Regions from separate parts of the Mus musculus genome. Here all the other regions are linked to region 1. Evidence: chromatin contacts called from public ChIA-PET, HiChIP or PLAC-seq, Micro-C and promoter capture Hi-C data. All regions are on one chromosome and are shown on one strand. The core of a region is the stretch at or near the end of the contact, and the rest is flanking DNA. Distances in the headings are between cores, read along the strand shown. Region 1 holds the start of Slc7a1 (solute carrier family 7 (cationic amino acid transporter, y+ system), member 1). Region 2 holds the start of Slc46a3 (solute carrier family 46, member 3). Region 3 holds the start of Mtus2 (microtubule associated tumor suppressor candidate 2). Region 4 has its middle 11 kb from the start of Gm36405. Region 5 has its middle 15 kb from the start of 4930505K14Rik. Region 6 holds the start of 2210417A02Rik (RIKEN cDNA 2210417A02 gene). Region 7 has its middle 34 kb from the start of 2210417A02Rik.

The links. Promoter capture Hi-C pulls out the DNA fragments that hold promoters and counts their contacts. Hi-C and Micro-C count contacts between places; a contact is called where the count stands out from the background. ChIA-PET counts read pairs in DNA pulled down with a chosen protein or histone mark. HiChIP or PLAC-seq counts read pairs in DNA pulled down with a chosen protein or histone mark.
Region 2: a contact with region 1 is called in a FOXA1 HiChIP or PLAC-seq map of pancreatic cancer cells. The contact joins the promoter of Slc46a3 here to the promoter of Slc7a1 in region 1. A contact is called at or near these places in 1 of 39 promoter capture datasets (hippocampal neurons) and 3 of 115 datasets of contacts at active chromatin or transcription factors (bone marrow-derived macrophages, memory CD8 T cells and pancreatic cancer cells).
Region 3: a contact with region 1 is called in a Micro-C map of embryonic stem cells, with 2.8 times the contacts expected there. The contact joins the promoter of Mtus2 here to the promoter of Slc7a1 in region 1. A contact is called at or near these places in 1 of 484 Hi-C or Micro-C datasets (embryonic stem cells), 1 of 115 datasets of contacts at active chromatin or transcription factors (microglia) and 1 of 9 other capture datasets (pancreatic islet).
Region 4: an RNA polymerase II ChIA-PET map of memory CD8 T cells shows a contact between it and region 1, with 24 read pairs. The contact joins the enhancer-like site here to the promoter of Slc7a1 in region 1. A contact is called at or near these places in 1 of 39 promoter capture datasets (embryonic stem cells), 3 of 115 datasets of contacts at active chromatin or transcription factors (the SCID.adh cell line, embryonic midbrain and memory CD8 T cells) and 2 of 9 other capture datasets (adipose tissue and liver).
Region 5: a promoter capture Hi-C map of embryonic stem cells shows a contact between it and region 1, with 2.9 times the contacts expected there. The contact joins the enhancer-like site here to the promoter of Slc7a1 in region 1. A contact is called at or near these places in 19 of 39 promoter capture datasets (the 3T3-L1 cell line, the HPC-7 cell line, the SN4741 cell line and 12 more), 1 of 15 datasets of contacts at CTCF or cohesin (large pre-B cells), 5 of 484 Hi-C or Micro-C datasets (bone marrow-derived macrophages, cerebellar granule neurons, cortical neurons and 2 more), 19 of 115 datasets of contacts at active chromatin or transcription factors (the SCID.adh cell line, bone marrow-derived macrophages, embryonic basal ganglia and 14 more) and 4 of 9 other capture datasets (adipose tissue, embryonic stem cells, liver and 1 more).
Region 6: a promoter capture Hi-C map of embryonic stem cells shows a contact between it and region 1, with 4 times the contacts expected there. The contact joins the promoter of 2210417A02Rik here to the promoter of Slc7a1 in region 1. A contact is called at or near these places in 14 of 39 promoter capture datasets (the HPC-7 cell line, embryonic stem cells, frontonasal cranial neural crest and 8 more), 1 of 484 Hi-C or Micro-C datasets (embryonic stem cells) and 7 of 115 datasets of contacts at active chromatin or transcription factors (astrocytes, embryonic stem cells, forebrain and 3 more).
Region 7: a contact with region 1 is called in an H3K4me3 HiChIP or PLAC-seq map of the SCID.adh cell line, with 16 read pairs. The contact joins the enhancer-like site here to the promoter of Slc7a1 in region 1. A contact is called at or near these places in 1 of 39 promoter capture datasets (cranial neural crest), 1 of 484 Hi-C or Micro-C datasets (the N1E-115 cell line), 4 of 115 datasets of contacts at active chromatin or transcription factors (the SCID.adh cell line, bone marrow-derived macrophages, memory CD8 T cells and 1 more) and 3 of 9 other capture datasets (adipose tissue, embryonic stem cells and liver).

What each region holds. Positions count from the first base shown.
Region 1 is chr5:148,398,550-148,401,215 of GRCm38.p6, forward strand. It overlaps Slc7a1 (solute carrier family 7 (cationic amino acid transporter, y+ system), member 1), which reads right to left and starts at 1,355. Exons shown (of 13, transcript NM_007513.4): 1 at 1,180-1,355.
Region 2 is chr5:147,893,523-147,896,188 of GRCm38.p6, forward strand. It overlaps Slc46a3 (solute carrier family 46, member 3), which reads right to left and starts at 1,293. Exons shown (of 6, transcript NM_027872.4): 1 at 959-1,293; 2 at 311-523. The coding sequence starts at 499.
Region 3 is chr5:147,955,989-147,958,654 of GRCm38.p6, forward strand. It overlaps Mtus2 (microtubule associated tumor suppressor candidate 2), which reads left to right and starts at 1,332. Exons shown (of 15, transcript NM_001359503.1): 1 at 1,332-1,733.
Region 4 is chr5:148,819,236-148,821,901 of GRCm38.p6, forward strand. No RefSeq gene overlaps it. Among named protein-coding and RNA genes, the nearest start is that of Gm36405, 11 kb to the left of the region's middle. Within about 2 kb of position 1,371, at least 87 of the 459 cell types and tissues checked have an H3K27ac peak or open chromatin away from gene starts, as enhancers often do. A contact at or near this core is called in memory CD8 T cells, where this site is marked.
Region 5 is chr5:148,791,639-148,794,304 of GRCm38.p6, forward strand. No RefSeq gene overlaps it. Among named protein-coding and RNA genes, the nearest start is that of 4930505K14Rik, 15 kb to the left of the region's middle. Within about 2 kb of position 1,358, at least 23 of the 459 cell types and tissues checked have an H3K27ac peak or open chromatin away from gene starts, as enhancers often do. A contact at or near this core is called in the SCID.adh cell line, bone marrow-derived macrophages and embryonic stem cells, where this site is marked.
Region 6 is chr5:148,740,485-148,743,150 of GRCm38.p6, forward strand. It overlaps 2210417A02Rik (RIKEN cDNA 2210417A02 gene), which reads left to right and starts at 1,356. Exons shown (of 2, transcript NR_028285.1): 1 at 1,356-1,500; 2 at 2,251-2,655.
Region 7 is chr5:148,706,916-148,709,581 of GRCm38.p6, forward strand. No RefSeq gene overlaps it. Among named protein-coding and RNA genes, the nearest start is that of 2210417A02Rik, 34 kb to the right of the region's middle. Within about 2 kb of position 1,361, at least 163 of the 459 cell types and tissues checked have an H3K27ac peak or open chromatin away from gene starts, as enhancers often do. A contact at or near this core is called in the SCID.adh cell line, adipose tissue, bone marrow-derived macrophages and 1 more, where this site is marked.

The DNA.
Region 1 (2,666 bases), core at 105-2,604:
GTCACGCCCTTTTGTTTTAGTGGCAGAAGGGTGTGCTCTAGTCAAAATAATAATTTCCATTGAGACCAACTAAAAATACCAGGGGGATGACTGTGTCGAGGTTTCCTATTATCTTAACCACACATGAAGGGCAAGAAATGTTACAAAAATCCCAATTACCAGCTGACTCCATGACAGCTAAGACAGTCAACCAAAAGATAACGCAGAAGATAACGCTCCGGATTCTAGTGAAAGTTTACTCACCTTTAGAAGAAATACACCTATGGTTGAAACCCTGTCCTCCTGCACGTGAGAGTATAACTGTGGGTGCTGGGAAATGTAGTTTTTTAGTTTGTTTTGTTTTCCTGACAGCACATGTCTGCCTATCCCAGCACATGTCTGCCTATCCCAGCACATGTCTGGCTATCTTAACACACAAGTCCACACAGCAGTGGGCTGGAGCGAGCGACACTGGACTGCTCTGCGGACACCCTTGGCTGGTGACCTGATCGTGCCCAGGAAGTCTTCCACTGGACAGAAACACACGGAGCACAGGTTGTCTACGGAGCCGGAAGAACTTCCTCCCACTCCACACCATCTGGAAGAACAGTCTGTGCAGGCCGAATCGGGTCACAAGGAAAACCCACCCAAGAGGGAGTCCCTCCAAAGGGACCTCTGGAGACTATGAGGCGACCCGGAGGACAGGAATCTCAGGTCTCGGGTCATGCCTGCGAGACCTGACAAGAGTCCATCCTGCGCGCGGCTCGGCTGACGACACTGCCCGGGACCGCGTGGCGGGGCGGGGTGCCGCGCACCGCGCCATGTAAGGGAAGGTCTCCCAGACTGCCGTGACTCCGGATGCCACCCGGGGCAGCCTGCGTAGATGGGTCCCCGCGCCCACGTGGAGCCTACACACGGCGCCACGCGTGGCGGGCGTCACCCGGGTCGCCCGTGTTCACTCCCTCCCGCTGTTGCATCATGCACCACGCCGCGCCTGCAAAGGACCAAGATGGACTCGGAGGAGGCGACCGGAACACTGGTGCCCGCCCCACGCACCCATCCCCCGGAGATGGAGAGGATAAGAAGAACCCTCGCCCTGCCTGAAACGCCACCCGAGGCCACACACACAGACACACACGCACACCGAGGTGACTCAGGCTTTCAGAGCTTCCTGGGCAATCACAAGGATCGCGTACTCACGGAGGAGGCGGCAAGATGTTGAGCTGTGTGGAGACCGCGGGTAGAAAGCCTCTCACACCTGCTAGCTGAGGGGATGGCGCACGCGGGCGGAATCCGAGCCGGTTTCATCAGCCGCGCGCCGCCCTCCGCGGGCCCCACGGCCACGGCCAGTGCTGCGCGTCAGCTTCCAGGGCACCAATGACAGCGCCGCGCGGCCGCGCCCCTGTGGGCGGGGACACCCGAGACCGGGCTTCCCCGCCGGTTTGGGCGCCTCCCGCGCGCGCCCTTGGTCCTCCGCAGCCGCAACTGAGCTTGAGTCAGAGCTGATGGCACAGGCTGAGGGGTGCGAGCCCCCTCCTGGGGAGCCACGGACAGCTGACGACCAGGTTTCTTGCTCCAAACTGGATGTAAGACACATTTTAAAGACTTTTTTTTTTTTTGGACTTAGTTGTAAATCTTCTTTTGACATTGGACTACTTTACGGCTGTGCCCTAGCTAACGCCTTAGCCTCCGCCTTGGTCAGGAAGGGCCCCAGAACCTGCAAGCCTCCCTTTGATACAAGGTAGTTCCTCCACATAGCCAACAGAACAGTTCAGGCAGTTCACACCCGCGGGACTCTCCCCAAGTTTAGTACCCAAATCTAGTCTTCAGGGTTCCTTCTGATCTCTGCTCCAAAATCGAGAACTACAGTCTATAGGGCTGAGGGATGGCTCAGCGGTTAACACTGACAACCCTTTCAGAGGACCCAGTTCTGACTCCCCACATGGGGGCTCACAACTAATCTGTAAGTCTTGAATGTGATGCACAGACATACACAGGTAAACCATAAATATGCATAAGATAAAAGTTTTTATAAAGAATTATATCGAAGCCCGGCAGTGGTGGCACACACCTTTAGTCCCAGCACTTGGGAGGCAGAGGCAGGTGGATTTCTGAGTTTGAGGCCAGCCTGGTCTACAGAGTGAGTTTCAGGACAGCCAGGGCTATACAGAGAAATCCTGTTAAAAAAAGAGAGAGAGAGAGAGAGAGAGAGAGAGAGAGAGAGAGAGAGAGAGAGAGAGAGAGAGAGGAAGGAAGGAAGGAAAGAAGAAAGAAAGAAAGAAAGAAAGAAAGAAAGAAAGAAAGAAAGAAAGGAAGAAAGAGAGAAAAGAAAGGAAAAGAAAAGAAAAAGAGAAAAGAGAAGGTGGATGCTATGTGTGTTCTCAAGTGTGCCTTATCAGTAAAGGGATTCATTGTCAGCCACAGCTGTTGATACTCCCATAGAATTAAACTAACGATGTATTAATTTATATTGCCCAGCCAAAAAGTCTTAATGAATACGTAGAGGGAGGTGGATAGCACTAAAGCACTTCTAACACTTGTAAGATAACATTAAAGCACTTCTAACAGCGTTTGTGATAATAACAAGGCATCAAACATGCTTTGTTTTCCAACAGCCAACAGAAGTAAGTGTCAATCATGCGGTGATGAACTGATTCCTGCCAATCTAGTAGGGAGGTCTCCTGAAT
Region 2 (2,666 bases), core at 43-2,542, 510 kb before region 1:
AAGGAAGAGTGGGTGAGATTGTAGTGAGATTTCCTAAGGATAAAAGAGTTGGTCCCACAAGGTGGGTGGGGATTGGGGACAGGAGTGGAGGTGCCTTAGAGAGTTAGAAAGAGCCAGATTAAAGGTGTCAAGAGGAACTATTAACCGAAATAGGAACAGAGAGAAGGTGGCTTAATTTCAGTGTGTGTGTGTGTGTGTGTGTGTGTGTGTGTGTGTGTGTGTGGTCACACCTTGGAGAGCCTCTTTGGTTTGGAACCTGTTTCCATTCCCTGTGACTCCAGGATGGGAGGTTTTAATTTTAATTTCTTACCTCCCGGAATGCAAAGATGGAGCTGCTTTTGTTTTGGTCACACTCAGAGCCATTGCTATTGGAAGCAAAGGTGTAGTTACCGGTTTCCTCCCAGATCCTCCGGTACACGTACTGCGCTGTCAGCGGGATGGTCAGAGTCATAGCAAACGCGTTCAGGAGAATGGCGGGCTCTATGAATGAAATCTTCATATTGCTCAAGTGGGCAGATCGAGTCTATTGCAGAGCGGGAAGCGGGAGGAGAGAAACGGGGCGAGTGTGGGGGGGGGGGATAGAAATCATCAGTTGATTTTTTATCCCAGAGGCTAAATTCTCAAAAGTGGGGAAGTTGGAACAATGTGTCATAAACAAACATTAGCAAGCAAAAAGAGTTCCAGATTTCTGAGAGAGTGCCCTTGCCGGGAGAGGGTACCCTAGTTCTCTCCGAGGAGCAGGGACTAAGTCAACCTCCGCCCCCGACTCCGCTTAGCTAATGCTCACAGTGCTGAGCAGAACAGCACCGGCCGGTTCCCATAAGGTAAACAATGAAGTTACCCGGGGACCCGGAGGTTATGTAATTACTATTATTTTGGCTGCAGGTTAAGGGCCTTGTAAAAAGCAGCTCCCGATCGGAAGGGGAGTTTAGTTTCTGTTTTCGTTTTTAAAACTCACCCCACGGTTACAGTTTTCCTGCTAGGCTAGGCACAGGTGGGACCGTAGTCGGGACTGTGTTCTCCGTTACCCAGTGCGGGGCGTAGCGCCCCCGGGTTTTCAGCACGGTTCGCCAGCTGGGAAGAGCCAAAGGAAGGGGCAGCGAGGTGGAGCTAGACCGCAACAGGGGGACGTCCCTTGGGACGGGACACTCGAGCCCTGTTAGAAGGCAAAGAGAAATAAGCGCACCTCCCGGACTCTGTTGGCCCTGGACTCAGTCCCCGCCGCTCCCCGCGCCGCCGCACTCTTGGTCTTTGGGCCCTAGTGGTGACTCGGCCGCCGAGCATCATCACTCTGCCAAGAGCTGGCAATCTTCGGCCGGAGCTGTCACCCGCTTCCCTAGCTCGCTTGTGATTGGGTATGGCGGCCGGCGCCCCCGTAGCGATTGGTCTAGCGCAGTGTCATTCTCTTGCACCCGCCCCCGAAGGTTCAGCGGCTGAATCTCCCCGAGTTGCTGGGCAAGTTGGGTGATCCCGGCAGCTCTGCGAAGGTTCTGCTAAGCGTATCTGGATAGGATTATTGGTTTTCGCTGAAGCGCCGTGGAGTCATAGGTATCTGGATCGAGAGTTCGAGACTAGCCCAACGATATAACAAGACTCCTGTCCAAAGCAGATAATGATAATAATAATAATGATAATAATGATGATAATAATAAGTGGTTGGAAACGTCATACGCTAGGGTTGCAGTTCACTGCAGCATTCCGGTGGACCCAGCAAGCGTCTGCACAAGCAATGTGAGAGAGAAGACACTGAAAGTTCATGAGAGGAGAAGAGTTCCGAGTAGGGGAGTTGTTGGCCTTGGGAAAATTTAAACGAAATATTCACTACATTTTACGTAGTCATTTATTTTATGTGTATGCCCACGCCGAGCAGAGGTCAGAAAATGGTGCTAGAATTTGTGTTACAGGCAGTTGTGAGCTGCCCTGAGAGCGTAGAAACGGAACCCAGAGCAGTAAGTGTTCTTCATTAGTGAGCTTCTCTCCAGCCACCCCTGCTGAGTTGCGGGGGAGGGGATTGTTAAATCTCTCTGAAAGTCGGCTCTTTCTCTGTTGAGAAGATGTAAGTAAGTCTCACAAAGCCATGGCAACACCCTAGACAGTAGGACCGCCGCTAATGGCCGCCAACGCGCACAGCTGGAGCACACCTGCAGCTGATAGGGGGTTACTTCCTGAGGAAGAGAAGCAAGCTGAGAGTTCTGTGATTTGGGGACCCGTCCAAAAAAGGAAGACCTTAGGCTGGAGTGGTTGCGTCAGGAAGTGGGGGACAATCCTGCAAATGCGCCTCTTACTCTTATCTAGAGATCAAGGTCAGATGTGGGCCAGAGCCTTATTGATAAAGGAGTAACACTCCAGACTATGGGCTATTTTTGCCCAGATGAGAGTACTGGTGCAATGCTCCTAACCACTGAACCACCCTCTCTCGAGGCAGATCTGGAACAGCTTCAGAGTGGGAAGGGCGGCTAAAGGAGCTGACTAGCAGAAAAGGATATTCTGTACTGGAGAGAAGGCGATCTGATGACTCTAGATAGCCACAGAGAGAATTGAGGAAGTAACTCTCAACATCGCACTCTTGACAGTTTCACAGCACTGTACAATCTTCATATGCCTAAAATAACAAACATTGCTGCTAGCTGATCTACAGAGTTTGATTGATTTCCAACCTCTTGTTG
Region 3 (2,666 bases), core at 82-2,581, 440 kb before region 1:
CTCAAGGAAGAAGCTAACCAGAGCTTCTGTAGAGAGTTTAATGAACACTGTCAGCCGATGTGGTGGAAGATGGTCAGGTCTGCCTGTGGGATGGGGGTGGGGGTGGGATGAGTCCCTGGAGGAGTGGGAGTGGCCCGAGGAAGGAGCTGTAGCGCCAGGACCTCATTCCTTGCACCTGGGAGGCATGGGCTTCACAGAGCACCCAAATAGGAAAGTGAATGGCACAAAGGAGGCTTTACTATCTTTCTAGGTTTAAGTCAGGCTGGGGTTTGTGAGTTAGGGGAAGGGAGGGGCGAAGGCTTAAATGAAATGAGCTTAAAGTTTGATTTAGATTGGACTGGACTTTGTAATAACAGCCAGTCAGACCGCTTGTTAACACCCGAAGGTGACAGGAAAAGCGATAAAACGTGCCCTAGATTCCTCCAGAAGAAATGGGAGGCCACATAGAATAATGTAAAAAGACAGCCGTGTGAAAAGTGCTCTTTCATGATTTCCCTTCACAATATAGACCAGTTAGTACAAAAATTCAGCTGGTATAAAATGTTGCTCGGCACAGCAATGCTGGGGTGGGGGAGGGAGCCCATTTTCCCCACACTCCCGACCCCCAAGAGAAAGCGAGCAAGCACATCAGTAAGCCAGCATCTCATTGTCTTCTCTGTCAGTCTGTCCCAAATCTTGTGAGCCAGAGGCTGGAGAAGCCCCCCGGCTGTCTTCAGGCTTCCCAGGTGCGCTGCTTTCAGGCGACCTGGAAGGGCTACTGAGAAGTCCTGCGTTCATGTTTACTTCTGAGGAACGTTGTGAACTACGAAGCAGACAAGCTTGCGTTGAGACAAGAGTCTTTCAAGTGGGTAGCCGGCTATGCATTACCCCTAGATTTGGAGGCAGAGGCAAGAGGATATCTGTGAGTCTCAAGTGAGATCCTGCCTCAAACACCCCAACTCCCCCACCCCCACCCCCGCCAAACCCGCACACAATCACACACAAAACCCTTACAGAGACTTCTTTAGTCTCCTGTCCATCAGCCCCGCTACATCCCTTGCGAGTTCACCCGCTGGACCCCAATTCTTCCTGCTGCACGCAATTAAAAGAGGCTCTCTCTTCCGATTGGACCACAGCACATCCCACTCGTGGGAGTCAGGAGTCTAGGTCAGCGACCTCAGGCTGCTTCTCCTTTCTCTGGGGTCTGAGGCTGGATGCTCCGGACCACTGTGGTCCCGTGAGCTGCCGGGTCGTGTCGGGCCAGCAGAGGGCGCTCGGCTCCCCCCACGGGGCTCCGGACGAGAGGAGGCGCCGGGGCTCGCGAGCATCTCCGGGCGGCCGGGAGGGGGTGCGCGCCTCGGGCCGCTGCAGCCCGGCTTCTGTCACCGCGGACGGCACCTCACTGGAGGGTGGGCGGGAGCGGCGTCTTTGTCCGGCGAGGCGTCCTCAGCCCGGGCCATCCCTGTGATCAGAGCCCGGCGGCTTGGGCGGTGCCCAGTGGTGAAGTGCGCGGGCGGAGGGCTGGCTGCGGCCACGGCCCCAGGTACCCCGGTGCCCTAAGCTCGCCACCTGCGCCACCTCAGCCCGCGCTCTGTCAAGTTGCAGAAGACCCGGGTGGGTCAGGAGTCTGGACGCGTGGGCGCGTTGCAAACTCCAGCTGCGAAGGAGCTGCGTGCGGAGGTAGCCCGGCCCGGGATGCTCCCGGAGGCTGCTCTGGTCTCTCTGCACATCCTTCTTGGCTCCTCCAGACCCAGGTGAGCGACTGCTGTCCGCGCGTCCCGATCCGGCTGGAGACAGGTGCAGAGCGGGGCGGAGGCGGTGCCTTTTGCTGGCTTCTCTGGCATCAGAGAGCCCGCTCCCCGCTGCCCACATCTTCTGCTCCGCCGGAGAGAGGCTGCAACCCACTCGCACCTTCCGGGGATGTCAGGTTGAGCACGGTGTTTCAGAGGCGACAGCGGGTTAGCCTAAGCGAGCTCCCACCCCTCTCCACCCCCAGCTCGGGATAATTCGGTCCGTGTCTTCGTCTTAATTTAGCACCGATGTGTTATTTCCTTGGAGCCCTAGAATGGTAAGGCTTGCTCCATCCATTTTTCAACCCCCTTCATTCTGAGTCTGTGCAGGGAAAGGCTTGCAAGTGATGTTACTACCGTTCTATTTTAAATACAAACACCCAGAGAAGTACGCTTGGCGGCGTGCCAGAGGCGCCTGCACTCTTTTGTTATGTAAGTGCTTCACAGGAATATTTGCTGGTTGGTAAAGTTAGGAGCGGTTACCAGAGAACGTAAGAGCGCAGGAAGTCAGAGCCATAATTTCTGTCTTAGCTCAAAACTTTCCTTCAGGATAAGCATGAGATGGTTTTGGTATCATTTAAAGGCGACAGGAGGTCCTTTCAAAAGAAAAATTCATACCGTAGACTCTCAAGCGTTAAGACACAAAACAGGCTTTTTTTTTTTTTTTAAGTCTGTTATGAAAACCAGTGGGACGTCTCTGACAATAAATAGGTGGGAAGTGACTTAAAGAAATAGATCCCTGTCACATAGCCGTTTTGGCTTTTAAGTTGTTAGGTAGTTGTATTTTGCTGTCACGTGGACATAGCTAATCGTGTGTTGACAGTTATTAAAGATCTCTGCTCACACGTACCGTAATTTTTCAGGTACAAAGATGAGAGTGGAAAACATCAGATACGC
Region 4 (2,666 bases), core at 121-2,620, 420 kb after region 1:
CCAGGGCTATACAGAGAAACTCTCTAAACAAACAAACAAGCAAACAAACAAATTACTACACCTGTAAGGTTTTTCAGTTTGATTTGTTTTGTTGTTTTTGTTTTATTGTTTTTTATTTTTGACACAGGACCTCACTCTATAGCTCTGGATGGCTTGGAACTCACTCTGTTGACCAGACTGGTCTCAAATTTAGGGCAATTCTCTGGCCAGTGTTGGGAGATAAAGGTGTAAAACAACCATGAGGGGACTGAGCAGGTGTCAGACAGGGAGACAAACCAAAGAGAATGACCCCTGCTAGCACAGGTTGCGCCTTCCTTTGCTGTGTCATTGGGTAGGGTGCAAAATGGACTTGGCCACGAGCCAATAGGCAGACACGGCTCTGAGGTTCCACCCACAGTGTCCTTTGAAAGAACCTCCTCTCGGAGGAAGTCTCTTGGCAATTTGCCACTACTAGTTTACTACCGAGGCACTGTGGTTGGAAGGTGTCTCCCTCAAGTCCACATGTTGAGAATTAGGTCCTCAACACAAATACGTTGAGAAGTGAGATCTTTGGGAGGCAATCAAATCCAAATGGAGTACTGTCCTTTTGAAGGAATGGCTTCCTCACAGATGAAAACTCAGCCCATTTGCTGCTATCTCGCGCTGCCCTGCTTCCACCTTAACTACGGGAGAGCAGGGTGAAGGTGCTTAGCTGTGCACCTTCCCTGACACCGGTGCATCTGACCTTCCCAGCCTCTATGGTATAACAATTTCTGCTCTTCGTGAAACACCCAGTCTCACGTATTCTATTGCAGCAGCCTGAAACAGGGGACAGTGTGACATGCTTGTATTTGTCCTGAGTTGAGGACATTTCAGTGCTTATAGAAACCACCAAGTTCTCAACTGTTTCCTACCCAAGTCACAAATGAAGCCAATGCTCTCTACCCACACGTAGGCCACACTGTCTTTAGGAAGTGGGGTGCTGAAGGCTCAGGCCATAAAACTCCGCTTTCATGTTTTGTTGAGGGCCTTTTGGTATAAAACAGTCACCCCAAAATGACCTCATCAAAATCATTTTCTCAGAATAACCCGGCTAACCAGAGGTAATGGTGCAGCAAGTAAGTAGCATCCTGGTGCCTGGCCCGGGTGAGCCAGCATCATTGACGTAAGTGGGGGGTAGGGGGAGGTTAAGGGACATGGGGGGTATGCTCTAGCCTCCCTCTCTCCCTCCTTCCCCCTCCCCCCTCTCTCAGTGTGCCAAAGCTTAGCTGCACTGAATCATCTCAGGAGCGCCAGAAAAAACGCGATTTCCCGGGTTCACCCCTCAAGGACTTGATTGCCCGGGTCAGGCAGTGCGCCTCAGCACCGCTGATTCTGACTCACACATCCCTCCAGGTGACCGCAACACGTGGCTCCGTCAGCCAGCTCCATCCGTGAAAAGCGCGCTGCCTCTGTGACAGCTTTTCTTCTTGTCTTTATTTCGGCACTTCCCGTTTCTCCTAGCTCCGGGGAGTAGGCTTTGGTGATTAATTGCCGAGCTAACCCATTCATTACTCCTTAATAAGATGAATCCGTGTCACCAACAATAAGTCATGCTGCCTCTGCTTCCTGTCGCCTCCTGACAGGTCTCTGGTGCCATCCCGTTCTTCTCTGCAGACAATTATTGTGATAACCGCATCCAGGCCATCAAAGGTGGTTTTCAATTCGGGGGTGGCAGGCGGGGGAGGGGGGTTGGGGGGGTTTGGTTTGGCTTGAGTCGTTATCGGTCAGAATTTGTTGATGCTGCTGTTGCTCTTCTTTTTGTTGGGGGTCGAGGATGAAGGCCGTTAGAGTGAGAGCTGATGGCCAATTCATTAAATATAATCCAAGGAGACGCTGGAGAATACAGTGCTTTGAGTCCCCTGGCCCAGGGGTCAGCATCTGGCAGGACATCCCAGGAGACCACAAGCAAGGGTCTAGCATCTGTGTTTGAAGTCCAAACAAGGGGCCGCCTCCCTTTTCCCTCTTAATTTGCCTCCCATCGTTGAGCCCTCGTACCTTCTCTTTGGGGGTTTGAGCAAGTCAGTTTTCCCCACCTTTATTTATATTCAGTGTGAACTCAAAATCACTGGAACATCTGTAAGGGGGTGAATTGTGACCCTCTAAAATAGACACATATCCAAGTCTAAGCTTTTTAATGTGATTCCATCAGAAAATAAGATTGTTTCAACTGGCCAGTGGTGGTGCATGACTTTGATCCCAGCACTGGGGGGGGGGGGGTGCAGACACAGAAAGATCCCCGTGTCCAGGGCTACACAGAGAAACCTTGTCTCAGAGGGGGAAAAAAGATTGTTCCAAATGTCACTAATCACATTAAAATTAAAATAGTGCTACACAGGGCTAGTGTGGACCCTTAGTCCAATGGCTGTCATGTCTAGGTCAGAATGGACATTGTAAAGGCAGACTTACCCAGGGAGGGAAAAATACATAAAATTGGAGGTAAGGGTGCATCCAAGAGATGAGATACATCAGGGAAGGTATCGGAAGTGGCCAGAAGAGACACAGAACAAGTTATCTAGAACCTTAAAGAAAGCACAGCCTTGCAGCCCCCTTGATTTTAACATACAATTAAGAGGTATCCTTTGCTGGTTTAAGAGAGGTAGAGACTGGGGTGGCTGGAATCTAGCCTTTCTCTGATCTTTCTACCT
Region 5 (2,666 bases), core at 108-2,607, 390 kb after region 1:
TCACCACTCAGGCACCTGGGCAGCATCTGTCCAGGCTGAATGAGGTGGGGTCTGTCCTTCCAGACACCTCAACCTGCCTGCTGACTCTAAGCTTCCAGAAACTTCCAGCCTGCTCCTTGCTGGGATGAACAGCTCAAGTCCAGAGTCTTAGAGTAATTGTATTCGCCAGGCTTCTGAACTGCTGACACGGAGTAGGAAGGACCCAGTGTCCAGCTACCAAAGGAGCAAAGGACACTCAGAGGCTGCTCCCGGCCCCCAGCAGAGCCCCTGTTAAATGTTTGCTCTCCCTGGCCTTGATGTACCTCCATATAAACAACAGCTGGACTCGGGCAGCTTCTGTTTTGCAGGTGGAAGGAGTCGGCAAGATGGAAAAGAGGAAGCAACAGGCTAGTATACGCCAGGAAACACAGCACATAACACTCATAAGGGCCTGGGGTTCTGGCAGTCTGGCCTCTGCGTCTGTAGTCAGGACCGCAGCGTTGACTAGCACGGTTGTGACAATCTTCTGTGATGCTTTGGTGCTTCGGCATAAAGGCACCCATTAACCTGCCCATTAATACAAAAATTAGCATAAGTGAAGGAAGACATTGGACCAAGGACCTAGTCTGTGACGCTCACTCTGATGATTACAGAGGCTTGTACAGAGAAGTTAACAGGTTTCAGATGTCACTTGGCTTATAGTCATTGTTAGAGAAGATCCTCATTAACAAGGTGGATATGAATTCTCACTTAAAAGAAGAGAAATGGAGGCACAAAGAGGGTTTTCTGGTTCTGTGACTCAATCAAAACCTTGCAGGAAGAGCTAACACCTCTAAGGGTTGACTGGAGAGAAATTAATAAAGATGTTTCCAGAAGTTTACAGAGATAGACAGAGGCAAACCAACCCCTGGGTGTCCATGCAGGAAGCTGCTTCCTACTGAAACCTCAAGGGGCAGGTACAGAAGGCGATGCTAAAACCCAGAAAGGGTTCCTAGTAGAGCTGGGGGTGGGGTGCTCCTGGTGGGAGCTGGGGGCCCAAAGGGACCTGCTCTTACCATCAGGAGGAAAGGGGAACCAGAGGAATAAACAAACACTGCGACTCTTCCTCCACGTAGCTGAGGTGGAAACAAGATGTCAAGGGAAACAAAACCAGTTCTCCGTGCATGGAAGGAGAAAGCCAGAGAACAACCGTCAGGGGAGGAACGATTGGAGACTGCCCAATTTGTGTGGTGACACCTGCAGCTTGGGCAGGGAATCAGTGAAGGATGCAACTTTTTTTTTCAATGGACAAAGAAAACGGAGGGAGGAGCTGTTGACGAAGAGCACGCCCAAACTTGACTGCAGATCCAGCTGACCAGTTCCGGACAGCGCTTAAAGATGCAAATCAGCTACAGACCTAACCTCACTTCACCCAGCAAGCTGGGCAGAGGCAAATATCTGGGTCAAACAATAGCCTAGAAAATAAGTAGATAAGAATCTAAACAGGTCGTTTCTGCTGCAAGATCCTGACATTGCAAAGCTCCAACCCTAAAGCTTCAATCAACAAGGACTGAATACATGTTGAATGAATACATTCTTCATTCAAACCAAATCCAGAGCCTGATGCATTTTGCCTGCTCCTTGCCGCTACTTAGGGCGCCACCTCGTGCCCATTTGCCTGTACTACACCCTCCCGCTTAAACCTTCACTTGGAAAGGTTTGTTGATAGAGGAGAGAAAAATTGGCTTCCAAGACAGACATTTTTCTAAAGCGGCTGATTTATAAAGTGGATTTCACACATTATTTTTCTTGAACAAAACTCCAAACACATGACTTAAAAACAATTACTTAAGGCAGTGTACCTAGTGTTTGGATATTTCTGTTCAACAACTGCTTTTAGAAAAAATGTTTACAGAAATTGGTTCGTTTGCATAGGAGATAAAGATAGCCTGCACGTCTTGCAGAATGTGACCTCATATACCTAAAACTTATTTAGGCCTCTGTTAGGGACTGAATGGTATCACATTCCCCCACCAAGATTCACTAGTGCTTCCAAACGAACATAACTCTGAGATGAGGCCCGTAAAGAGATTAAGTCCAAACACACCTTTTAGGGTGTCCCTATCCAATGTTAACGATGTGTTTATGGGTATTTTATTACAAACACGTAGGCACAAAGGGAGATGAACACGATGAGAAGCCATGAACGGGCTTAGGAGAAAGCAGGCTGCCTCTACATCCATCTCCATCTCCAGTCTTGTGGGAAGGAGCAGGCTAGAGGAAGCGGGCAATCTGCGGCAGCCTAGGTAGCATAATCTAGCTCTGATTTCTCTCCTAGGCAAGGTGTGCGAAGACACAGGAGACCCTGTCTCGGTGGAGGGAGTTGAGCTGCCACTAAGTAGGCTCTTGCCAGAGATTTTGGCCTCTGTGAAAAAAGAGTGGTCCAGCGAATTGGGAATGAAATGCCTTTGGGGAGTAGGGGGGTCCCTAGCACAATGACTGGCTTGCAGCACCTACTTCATGCTCTAGGATCAGCCTTAGCAAGAGTGTGGGCACAATGGTACCAGATTTCCCACAAGGAAACCTGTTCAGACCCCCTCTGGACCTTATGTAGAGAAAAGGGAAGCTGGTTACTGAGTGTCAGTAGAAAGCGCCCCCCCCCCTGCCCGCAATCTGTGGAGAGCTGAGAGACTTGCTTCCAGACAAGC
Region 6 (2,666 bases), core at 106-2,605, 340 kb after region 1:
AGAAAGAGCTTAAATAGCTAGGCCTTGTGTGTGTGTGTATGTGTGTGTGTGTGTGTGTGTGTGTGTGTGTTGCCAAGGTATAATTCCCCCACCTGTTTCCAGATGGACACATCCTGGCAGAGGAAGCGCCCAGGGGTGTTTAATGCCAGGGGCTGCCAGAGGCTTGTAAACAGGGCCATAGACAACACCCGCACCAACAATTATACCCAAGGCCGAAAAGCAGCCAGTGGTGTGTCACCTCCCATCTGCACAAGCTACAGCCACAATTTGCCGAGACAGCACCTTGTATGTCTAGAAAAGCCAGACCCAGATATTTCTGGGCCCAAGGACAGCGGGCTTCCTCATTAAAAAAAAAAAAAATTATCAGACAGATAACCACTTAAAGTTTGAAAGTGTCATAACTCAGCCACCCAGACACATGCCAAACACCACCTCTTTTTCTTTTCTGTCCTCCCAAGTACAGATGTTAATTAGGGGTCATTGAAAGGCCTCGTGCATGCAGCTGCTGACCTCCTGGAGACCGCCCACTGGTGACCTTCAGGAATGACCAAGTTCAAACACCAAGCCGCTTTCGATTTAATCACAGGCTGCGGCTAGCTGCAAACACCCCTGTGCAAACAGGGCGCTTAGGAGAGGGAGCCAGTTCTGCAAACAAACAGCACTGGGCAGACACTCAGCTCTCAGAAACCCTGAAGGCTGACATCACAACCCCAGGCTCCAAGCCAGAAATTCTGTAGGCCCTGACCCAGCCACAGAGGGCGGGAGGTTTGCTCAGAATTTATTGGGAAGCTGTGGATAAATTTCCTTTAGAGTTACCTGATGAGTGTGGCGCTTTGTGACAGTTAATCTGGATGTGTTCTGCAGCCAATATGGAGGGGGTGTCATTGTCAAATTCCTGTTTTGAGTTGATAAAGGCTTAAACAGAAATGGACCTTCGATGATTCAGCTTACTCTTACCAAGTGTTTACTACGCACCCCGGAAGAGCCATTCATGCGGCAAATACTTATTGAGCACCTACTATGAGGTAGGCTCTGGAGACACAGTGGTCCCCATCTGTTGATCATTTTGCAGGCTGGAGAGGAGCTCAGACGTGAAGGCATGATGTGTGTGATGCTGAAGAGCCGAAGGAAATGGGATAGTGCCAAGGGAGACTTCTGGAGCCACTGGAGACTTCCGGGTGCGGGGAGCTCAAAGAGCTGCCCCCATGGAAATGAAGTTTAGTTTATAAACTGATTGAATTGGGGAAAGCCCAGTGGGGCTCCACCCATCCTTCTCTCGGGCTTCCTGCAAGAAGCACCGGAAGTGAGTTCGAGAAGCCTGAAGGGAACTGTAGTTCGGTTTGTAGAACTTGCTGGAAGAGCAGGAAGCAGTTAACAGAAGCTTTGTAAACTCTGAACTCAGACTCTGTGCTAGGACCCGCGGCTGCGCGGGTTTCACAGGAAAGTTAGATGACGACACGGTCTTGCTTCTCCTTTCCAGTCACCCTCAAAGAGTCCAAGGTATGAGTGGCTGGCAGAGAGGGCAGGTGGGAGCACTCGGGACCTGACTGGGGACAGGGGAGATGGGGCAACAGTGGGGGTGTTGGGGAGGGCGACCTGGCAAGGCAGGTGGGAAGGGTGACCCCTGCCACAGAGCTCTGGGCGAGCAGAAGAAAATTCACAGAGCCGCAAGCTGAGTCAAGAAGCCCGAGAGAAGGATGTGTGGAGCAGGACATGGCAAATTCTCTTAACTATTGAACCATCTCTCCAGCCCCTCTTTCTCTCTTTTCAAAGATTTATTTTTATTTTATGTGTATGAACGTTTGCCTGCATAAATGTCTGTGCACCACATGGATGCAATACCCATAGAGGCCAGAAGGGGGCATCAGATTCCCAGGACCTGGAAATTCCCAGGCACTTTCACATGGTTGGGAGCCACCAGGCCCTTTGGAAGAGCAGCCAGTGTTCCTAACCACAGAGCCATCTCTCTAGCCCCTTTAGAATCTCCTTTTTAAGGGCCTTAATTCTAACTGTTACAATGTCCAACTCTTTGCTGCACCACACTTGGTACCTGAGAGCAGAGATATGTTTAATCGCCTTAGCAGTCTGCTGGGTCAGAAAAGGAAAGAAGAGAGTCTGTTTGCAGGAACTGTAATCTAAGTCTGAGAAAGCAGCTGTGATTCCCACCTGCTGTGCACCCTGAGGGGAATCCTGGGAAAGGAACAGCACACAGTTCCGCCTCTGTCTTTCTTCCCTACATCCCTCTCTCAGGAAGTAAGCCTTCCCGTATCTTGTTCTCGGTTGAAGGACCCGTTGAAGCCCCTCTATTCCTAAGGAAGAAAAGAAAAACCGTTCTCCAGGAGATGATCTGAAAGAGTCAAGCTTTGGATTCTATATGTCTTGAAGCCGTCATTTGAGTGACCCTTGCCCTTGTGCATTAAGAATTCTCCAGCAGGAAACTGAACAGTATTGATTAGATTTGAAGATATGGCTGGAGAGTAGGCTCGTCAGTTAAGGTTATATACCACTCTTGCAGAGGACTGAGTTCAGGTCCCAGCACCCACAATGCCTGAGACTCTTGCTTTGGGAATCCAAGTTATCTGCCTGTACCTACATACCCCGCACCCCAAGACACATACACCTACGCATAATTAAAAATAAATCTTTTTAAAAAACTGAATACATCT
Region 7 (2,666 bases), core at 111-2,610, 310 kb after region 1:
TAGGATGGAGATCACACGGATCATCAGCTGTTGACGGAAACATCAGATATGCTGTGAGTCTGCCCTAGACAGTCAGGCTGCTGTGGAGACTAAACATAAACCCAGACAGCAAGAAGGCCGAGGTGAAAGAGAACGGCATTCTTGTAAACGTGTCCTGCTTCCCCGACACCCCCTGAACACAGAGTCTTTCCGTCTGCTTCTTCTGGATCCCATGTGCATTATCAGCCTGTGGGCTCCTGTCTCCTCCACAATCCCGTTGCAAGGCACAGGGCGAATCTTAGTGTCAATGACCGAATAGCGGAATGAAGGACACACAACCCGTTCATTCCTCTGCAGCAAAATTTAATTATTCCTAGGATACAGGCTTCTTCTGACAAGACCCTCAGAGCATCTGTGTACCATGATGATGTTCTGGTGGCAGCAGGGCAACAGCAGGAGCTGCCCCTGGCTTTCTCGCAGCGTCTTCGGAAAACACGCCATTAAAGCTGATGCTATGTGTGGGCAAGAGAAACGAGCGAGCGTCAATACCCCGATTTAGGATCTCTGTATAAGGAAGCTGGATCCTCAAAGGCAGAGCCACTCTGTCAAGAGCACAGATAGAGTAGATGGAAGCTGGCTGGCTGGGGTCCCTGTGTGGAACTGGCTCCACCACTTCCTAAGAACTGCGAGGTTTAGCTGAGCTCAGCGGATCTCTAGGAAAAGTTGAAGTGTGTGGACAGCTTTTATCTCTTGTGAAGTAAAAAATTTTAAAGTGTGTGTGTGCACGCTCACACACGTATGACCACAGAGGCCAGGAGAGGGTGTTGGATCCCTTGTAGGGGGGATCACAGATGGTTGGTTGTGAGTTATCTAATACAAGTACTGGGAACTGAACTCAGACCCTCTGTGAGAGCAGTGAGTGCTCTTAACTGCTGAGCCATCTCTCTGGACCCCAGTAATGTTTTCTTAAGGTAGAGGATCTGGCAAAGGGGGTGGGGTGGGGTGGGGTGGTTCCTAGCCTCCCTGCCATCCCAGGAGTCCCAGGGACTGATGGGAGTAATGGAGGTGGGTGTCTGGAAAGGGGGGCTATGGGGGTAGGGTGGGGGGTGGGCTATCTTTGCAGTCAGCATAGGGTCCTCACTAGCGCTACTCAGAGGGCTGCACCAGGGAGACAGCTGTCAGACCACTCACCCAGCACTGTGGGCTGGTTATGGTAATTTTTCTGACAAATCACAGAGGAGAGCTCAGAAGGGAAGAGCTCTTGTTCCAAGTCACCGAACAGTCTCACATATGCTCAAAAGCCTTCTCTGTACAAATAAAGGAAGTGCCACTAACTCCACTTTCCAGAGGAAAGTGACTCATTAATTGCTTACCCAGAGTCACTGGCAGAGCTGAGATTGAAAGCTCGGATGAAGGTCTGATGCCAAAGCCCTGAGTGGGGCCCTGGTGTAACACGGGGATGGTGAGGAGGGAGCTAGGTGGGACTGACAGCTAGTGTGGGGCCCTGGGTACCAGCCAGGAATGTGGAATTACACTAAAGACTCCCTTCGGGGCACAGCAAATGACTTTTTTTCCCCTCAAGGCCAGCAGTGAAGAACAACTGATTACAGACTGAGCTACAAGCCTCAGCCCCTGACTGAGGCTGTCACAGCAAGGAAGGAGCCATGCTGGAGGGTCGTGTGCAGAGATCCCTACAGAGTGCCACGGAATTAATTGTGCATCTTTAATGGAGTGCATCTTTAGCTGACCTAGGGCCCGATTCTTGCCCTTAAAGAGTAAATAAAGTCCTTAAAACTAGCAAAAGGTGATGTGAGGTCCAGTATGTAAAAGGCACGTCGCTCTTGACGCTTCGTCCTTTAACAAGATACCCTGGATGTTTTTTGGATGGCCCTCAAAGACTTTAAGGGGTTACCACATCCAGATAAGAGGGACTGTGGTGCTAAAAATATAGAAAGGGCTTGTGGAGGAAGATCTGGGAACTTTAATGGAAAAGCCTGCCGCTCTTAAGTAAAAATAAGGGGACCAGAGAGAGGACTGAGAAGCCCCAGCCCCAAGCCCAGCTTTGTCTCCTGCCCCCAGTGAGTGAATTGACTCTCTTTAAACCCTAAAAGCAAGTGGCTCCAGTAGATGGAATCCCAGGAGCACCCAATCCGAGGTGCAGAGGAGAAGCAGGGCGGGGCAGAGATACCTGGGGTGGGGGAGGGGTCTCTGCAGGTGCCACCACAGGAAGCACTCTCCTCTGTCACCCGTCCTGATGTGGCATGATTGGTTTTTAAAGCCTTTTAAACCCTATTTTTACACCGAGCACATTTCTCTTCTCTTTCAAAGGAACAAAGGGATCACACAGCCCACATGCCCTTCAAACTGGCAGCTGGGGAGGAAAGGCAGGGTGCAGATCTGCAGCCACAGAGAGCTGGTTCCCCCACGTCCGCCTCCTGCATCCGACAGAAGGGCAGCCAGCAGATGCAGGCTCCGTGGAGCCACCCATCCCGAAGGTTTCCAGTGCCCTGGCAACCAATTATTACAGTGGCATTCAGTAGTTTAGGGAAGGTTAAACCCCTGTCTTTCTCCCAGATACTTAGATGACCCTGGTCAGAAAGTCCGGTGTCCTTCCATGTGACCAGGGTGAACCCACTGTGACATGCTTTACCTGCTGTACGCACACACAAGTACTCGAAGGGTTTTAT